Regions from separate parts of the Mus musculus genome. Here region 1 is linked to region 2. Evidence: chromatin contacts called from public promoter capture Hi-C data. All regions are on one chromosome and are shown on one strand. Each heading gives the region's core, a stretch centred on a gene start, on an enhancer-like site or on the middle of the called end of the contact. The rest is flanking DNA. Distances are from core to core; before and after follow the strand shown. Region 1 holds the start of Adgrg5 (adhesion G protein-coupled receptor G5). Region 2 has its middle 10 kb from the start of Ccl22.

Region 1 (3,198 bases), core at 292-2,791, 190 kb before region 2:
GAAACCCCAATGGGTAGAAGAATTTGATCTCCAGGATCAGGGCCCTAAAGCCTGGTTTCCAGACCTTAGCCCTGCTGCTCCCAAGCAGAGGCACACAGAGAGGCAGCCTGACCCCATATATAACTGAAAATCAAAAGACCAGAGCTGAAGCTCACCCCATCCCCACCCCAACACCCCAGACAGAAGCTGTGGCTGCCACTTCATTCTCACGGGCAAACCTTTGCTTTTGCTTGTAACCTCCCGGTACCCACCCTGTCTCTGCCGATCAGGACCCAGGCATCATCAACCTGTCAACCCTCAGCCGTCAGGTTTCTATCTGTGCAGTTCATCACTTGAAACCCCCTTTCCTGACTTTCCAGGTGATTCTGGAAGACGGCAAGACGACATAATACCACAAAAGCCAAGCGTTTCCTTGGGGCTCAACAGCAGCCCCGTAGCCAAGCTGGGACCCAAACCTGGGCTTTCAAATTCCAAGCCAGCACCAGCAGCAACTCCCCAAAGGTGCCTGAAAAGCCAAGTGGTGGTAGGCAAGTGAGCAAGTATTTTAGGTCAGTTAAAATTGGGAGATTAAGATATACGTGAACAAGAAAAGGACCTTAGAAAGCTATGGGTTTAATAACCAGCTCCACTATTCAGTGCCCAGACTGCAAAGCACTGGCTTAAGAAACTGGCCTCAGTGACCTTCCAATTTCCTCGTGTGCAAAACTAGGCCAGAGAGACCCATTTCCCAGGGAGAGGAACTCAACCATTTCTAGGACTCTTTCCTGTGGGAATCAGCCCCTGCCCTAGGTCTAGTCCTCTAACTGTAGGCCTTGGGCAGGAATACATCTTCAGTGCATGGGGCGTAGGAGCCTCTGCTTTCCACCCAGCACAGATCTCGTACCTCAGCCACGCCAGGTCCTGCCCAGGACAATCCTCCTGCTTATACATGGCTCCTCAAACAGCCATCCCTGCTCACCACTGGCTGGGCTCTGCCTCTGGCTTTCTCTAGGTGCCCCTGGCTGGGATGAGGAATGGGCCAAGTCGATCAGCATCAAGTCACAGCCCAGAAAGATGCTGCTGTCAGCTCTTTTAGAAGTGGGCAACGGGGGCCACTGTAAACCACCAAGGAGTCTGGCCCCGCTTGTCTGGAGGTCCTTTCTCTGAGACCCTGTGTCTCCCAGGCTGCACAGGAACTTCCTCAGTTCCTATTTGCCGGGCGCAGAGCATCTTACAGTCTACCCGCTGTCACTCAAGCCTTGTGCTACACGACTCACCTCGTTTTCTATATGAGAAATCGGGATTCGGGAAAGCTACCCCCCCCCACCCCCCAGATATAATCATGGCTTAACTTCACTTCTGAAAGTAGAGGCTTCTCTGGAGTTGGAAGGAGGTGGGTCCCTAGCTTGTCACTCCTGGGATGGCATGAGATCTGTGCACCTGGGGTCTGTGGATGGGGACCAATGGGTGGGAGGGTGGAGGGGTCCAGGGGACTAACCTGTAAAGCAGTCAGCGGCAGTCACGTCCTCACTGCTGTCTCGAGATGGTCCTCTAGCTTCTGCAGGGAGAAAAGGAAGTTGAGAGGAGTTGAAAGCTGTGGCTTTTCTGTTCACCTCGGCCTACTTACTCCCGGGCTTTTCTGGCCTCCCTTCACCCTATGCTCCTGCCTCACTTCTTTTGTGGTAGCACTCTCTGTTTCCTCTGAGCTGTCGGCTAGATCAAGGTCCCCTTGGTCACACTCTGGGGGGGGGGGGGGGCGGGTGGAGGGGGGGAGACTGGGCTCAGCCTCCCCAGAAGTGCCAGGAGAGACAGACAGCATGGTGTTGTGGAGGGTTCAGGACGGTCCAGCTCTGCACCCTTGGGCAAGCTATAGCTCCTTCCTAAGTCTCAGTTTCCCCATTTATAGAAAGGGAAAATTTATATTTTTAATATATATATATTTCCTCATGTATAACAGCAATCAGACCTGCAAGTGTCATAGATGCTGAACTGATAGCCTAGAGAGGACAAGGACGCAGTTCCAGGTGGTCCAGGGCAGATCTCAGGAAGTATGGCCAGAATAGCAGGGAGAGAAAGCAGACTAGCCTCGCCTTCAGTCAGAAGTCCCACGAGCGTAGCCTATAATACCAGCTATGCTCTCTACAGAGTCCTAAAGAGACCACGGAAGTGATTCAGAGATGGGGAGCCTATCCAAATTCCCTGCAGAAAATCATAACTCAAGAACCTCTTCTGCTCCTGCGGTAGTGGGGCTGAGGGGCACAGAGACGCAGGGAAAGGAAGAAAGCACGGGTCCCAGCACAGTCTTCCTGCCCTCCACCGCTCAAGCCAGCTTCTTCACAGTCAGTTCCTCATAGCTCACAGTGGGTGTAAGGGGCTCAGAGGGAAAGGGGGCCCCACCCCAGATGCCATCAAAGGTTTTGCAGGGCCCCTGTACAATTGTGTCTCAACTCCTTGGCCAGACTCCCACTGGGTGACTTAGATAAGCATTTGCCCTTTTTGCACGTTGTTTTTTTTTTTTCCTGGCTATTGTCTTTAGTGGTGTTTGGCCTCAACCCCAGGGCCTTGTGCACGCCTCGAAAGCATCTGCTGGCTGAACCACCGCCTTAGCTCCCACACACCCATGCTTTAGTTTACTATAACCAGACGTTCACCTCCTGGCCTTTCCTAGGGAGGGTGGGGGAGGCGGTTGTCCGGGATGCCTTGGGGACTGAACCACCAACTCCTTTATGCTCCGTGGTGAGCAGCTGCACAGAAGGCCTAGGTAGAGAGCTCTGATCCCCAAGTCCCCACAACCTCTGTGTTTCCTACCTCACTGTTCCTGCCTCAGCTTAGGATGCCGGTCACCCCTGCATACAACACCGAAGAACACACTTCACTTTGGACAGTCTTATGCTCAGAAGCCAGATCAGTAGCTTCCTCGGTCCCTTGGAGGAGAAGATATTCCCATCCCTTGACAAAGGTCTCCCCACTTGTGTTTGTGTGTAGGGGATCTGTGAAGGACTATAAGCATGACTAGACATTAGAACAGGGGACTAATACCAAGAGGGAGTCATCTACTCTCCAAAGCTTCCCCAGTCTTGATGGCAATCTGAAGCCTCCAATTAGAGGAGACAAAACATCTTGAGCCTCTCAGTTCACACCCTCTGTGTTGCCGATCTGGGCCAGTTCCCCTTCCTAAAGCAATCTGGCAGTTGTCATACTGATACTGCACTTGATGGG
Region 2 (3,524 bases), core at 160-2,659:
TCACCATGATAGCCTCTAACTTGTCCTCTATTTTGTTCCTGTGTTTTCTTGGCACACCAAACCATTGCGGCATCCGTGGCTATGCAGGGTTCCTATATACAACATAGAATCATCTCCCACGTTCTGCTAGGAGTTTTATAGTGTTAGCTCCTCTGCTCAGCTCTTCAATCCATCTGAGCTCATATGTGTACCAGTCTGCACACCCAGCTATCAGAGCTACTGTTTAAAAAAATATTTATTTATTTTATTTGAATTGTATATGTGTGTGCCTGAGTGTATTATGTGTATGTATCACATGGGTACAAAAGCCCTTAGAGGTCAGAAGAAAGCATTGGATCCCCTGGAACCAGAGTTAGAGATGGTTGTGAACCACAGGTGGATGCTGGGAACTGAACCCAGGTCCTCTGCAAGAGTAGCAAGTGCTTTTAAGCACCAAACCATCTCTCCAGCCCTAAAGATTTCTTTTTATCTTATATGTATGACTGTTTTGCCTGCGTGTGTGGATATATATACTACATGGGGACCAGGCTCTCATGGAGGCGGGAAGAGGGAGACAGATCAGCTGCAACTGGAGTTACTGGAAGTTGTGAGCCAGGTGGGTGCTGGGAGTTGAACCCAAGTCCTCTATGAGAACAGCTAGTTGTCTTAACTGCTGAGCCATCTCTGCAGCCCCAGAACGACTTACGGAAAAGACTATTTTTCTCCACTGAATTGTGTTGGCACATTTGTCAAGATCAGTTGCCCTTAAACGTATGGGCTTGTTTTTAGAGTCTCAGTCTGACTGCAATGTCTTGATTATTGTGCTGTATTATAATTCCCTCACCTGGCTTTTTTTTTTCCTTTTCTATTTCTTTCCTCATATTCTCCCTGCCCCATCCCACTTCCCTTCCTGCCTTCCTTTCCTTTCCTCTCTTCTTCTATTCTGAGAAGGAGTGTAGCCTTGCATTTAACAATTCTTCTGCTTTAGCCTCTCAAGTGCTGGGGCCCCAAGTGTTGACCTCCAGCCAGGCCTTATCTTAAATTTACAAACCTTTCAACCTTAGAGGACCTGCAGCCCAGGTTATGCAGTAGACAACATTTTACTGTATTTTGTTTCATCCCTTTGTGAATCTTTTTTTTCTTTTTCTTTTCTGGTCATTAAGAAGTTAAAAAAAATTTTTTTTTGATACCACCCAAGCTGTTCTTCCTCACCTTTCACCCCTCTTTTTTTTTCTGTGCATAACCACAAAACCAGGACCCTGACATCACTTGGGATCCTTCCCTGAGTATATGCTTATGATTTTGTAGATTTCTAAATAGAATACAGCATGGTTCTGTGCTGCTGTGTTCCATACTTTGCAGCCAGCCGTTTTCAAGTGGGTGCTTGCCTGCTCTCCTCCAGTCCTGTTGATCCTCGGGGCTCTCCACTTTCACTTTCTCTGTGTTGAGTCCTGCTGTGGCCTCCTCTGCTGTCTATGGATCCCCTCAGCACCAAGGGTCTAGGTTGTTTCCAGATTTTCAGGACTAACAGCTCTTCCATAGTGCTGCCGTGTGTGTGTGTGTGTGTGTGTGTGTGTGTGTGTGTGTGTGTGTGTGTGTGTGTCCCTGCTCCCTCTGTCTCTTCTTGCTCTTTTGTCCCTTTCTGGTTTCATGTAGTTTTTATTGGCCTCAAGCCTGCCATGTTCCTGATTCAGACTCCCCGAATGCCAGAGTTATAGACACAGCCCACTCAGTCTGGCTTCTCATCCTTTGGCTCTCTCTCTCTCTCTCTTTTTTTTTTTTTTGGTTTTTTGAGACAGGGTTTCTTTGTGCAGCCCTGTCTGTCCTGGAACTCACTTTGTAGCCCAGGTTGGCCTCGAACTCAGAAATCTGCCTGCCTCTGCCTCCCGAGTGCTGGGATTAAAGGCGTGCGCCACCATGCCCGGCTCCCTTTGGCTCTCTTTAAGGTCTCTGCTCCCCCTGTAGGCTTCTGGGAGGCGTTGTCCCCACACAACTGCCCCATACAGAGCCAGGGTTGGGAAAGGCACCCTCCTTGCTCTGTGCAGTTCTTCTGAGCCGCCATCTCCCTTCCCTAAAAGCCTTGCCTCTTTTCAGGGCACTCACACATTCTCCCCTTACCACCTACTTCCTTTGTTGCTGACAATGACAGCTGCCAGCTCATGGTCACTCTCCTCACCAGGGTTCTCTTTCATAGCATGTTTCATGCTCATCTCTCTTGGTTTCACAGCCCCGTCTCTTCCAGAGAACTTGGGCCTCACCTCCTCAGCCTCTCCTGCCCACGGCCATGCCCTTGACCATGCCAGCCCTGGTAACTGCTAGGACATGTTCTCACCTTCAAACACCTCACTGTCACCCCCATCTCGACCTTCCAGCTCAATGTCCCAAGCATCCAATTCCTGCCATCCAGCCCCAAGGGACTGAATTGGTCCCTTGTCCCTGGCTCCCTTACCCTGTCCTTATTTCAGCTTCCACTGTAAGCAACGTTTGCCTATACCTTCAATGTGCAGTCATAACGCCTACTCCTGTTTTCCTGCTTCCTCCTGGAGAATCCAGGGCCCCAGGGAAGCCCCCATCTCTACCAGTTTCGCCCTGGTGTAGCTAAGCAGTGCTTAGGGAGAAAATGAATCATGCCAAGTGCTGGTTAAGGTCACAGCCACCCTTCATCCTCTGTGATGCCCAATCCCCATCACATGTCCCCCAACCTGTGCATCTATCTCCCGGGTCTCCTCACAGGAAACCAGAAGTAGGTGTTCCCAGTCCAGTGCAGGTCTCCTCCAGGGGCCGAGTTTAAAGTGGCTCTCCTGTGCTGTGTGTGTGTGTGTGTGTGTGTGTGTGTGTGTGTGTGTGTGTGTGTTGTGTTGTCTTTCAGAGCTTGTAGGTGACTTTTCTGATCCAGGCCTGGAAGCTGAGAGCATCTGCTTTGATCATGTTCAGTCACGTGACCTTCAATGCGTGCAGGAGCATCTGGGGAAGGACCCAAAGAGACAAGTGGTTTGGTAAGAGCCACACAGTCTCCACAGTGACTAGTGATGTAGCCAGGGAATGATGACAAGCATTTCACTCCAGACTTTGTCCTGGGTGGAACCCATGCTCCAGCCTGGGCCCCTAAAGCAAGACCCACCTGACTGCTTTTTATGTCTGAGGGCCCTAGAAGGCCAGCAGTCTTCCATGCTCCACCTGCCTCTTTTACCATTTGATGCGTTGTGTGGAGTGTTGATTTGGCTTTTCAGTGTGTCATAAAAATAGCAGATGTGTTAGAGCCTGCAGGGTGTGACCAGTGTACTAATGCCCCTTGTCCTAGATACAGCTGTCTTGTCTCTACCACCAGCTGGCAGTGGGTGTGGCTTGTGGGTTAGTGAGCCTCGCTGCCACCAGGTTGTTTTGAGGATCAAGGATTTTTATGCTCTCTGTCACACACAATTCACAATAGCCACGGGTGCTGGAAGCATATGATAATCTTTGGGAAGACCCATGCCAGAAAGAGGGGCAACGGTGCTGGGCCCGGGAAAGACCTGGCTCAGTACCCAGACATGAGGTGCCTAAAA

The links. Promoter capture Hi-C pulls out the DNA fragments that hold promoters and counts their contacts.
Region 1: a promoter capture Hi-C map of the HPC-7 cell line shows a contact between it and region 2, with 2.2 times the contacts expected there. The contact joins the promoter of Adgrg5 here to the enhancer-like site in region 2. A contact is called at or near these places in 6 of 39 promoter capture datasets (the C10 cell line, the HPC-7 cell line, liver and 1 more), 2 of 484 Hi-C or Micro-C datasets (the G1E-ER4 cell line and nephron progenitors), 1 of 115 datasets of contacts at active chromatin or transcription factors (embryonic stem cells) and 1 of 9 other capture datasets (pancreatic islet).

The regions. Positions count from the first base shown.
Region 1 is chr8:94,922,037-94,925,234 of GRCm38.p6, reverse strand. Adgrg5 (adhesion G protein-coupled receptor G5) reads right to left here and starts at 1,541. Exons shown (of 12, transcript NM_001145972.1): 1 at 1,478-1,541.
Region 2 is chr8:94,733,751-94,737,274 of GRCm38.p6, reverse strand. No RefSeq gene overlaps it. Among named protein-coding and RNA genes, the nearest start is that of Ccl22, 10 kb to the left of the region's middle. Within about 2 kb of position 1,409, at least 77 of the 459 cell types and tissues checked have an H3K27ac peak or open chromatin away from gene starts, as enhancers often do. A contact at or near this core is called in the G1E-ER4 cell line, the HPC-7 cell line and pancreatic islet, where this site is marked.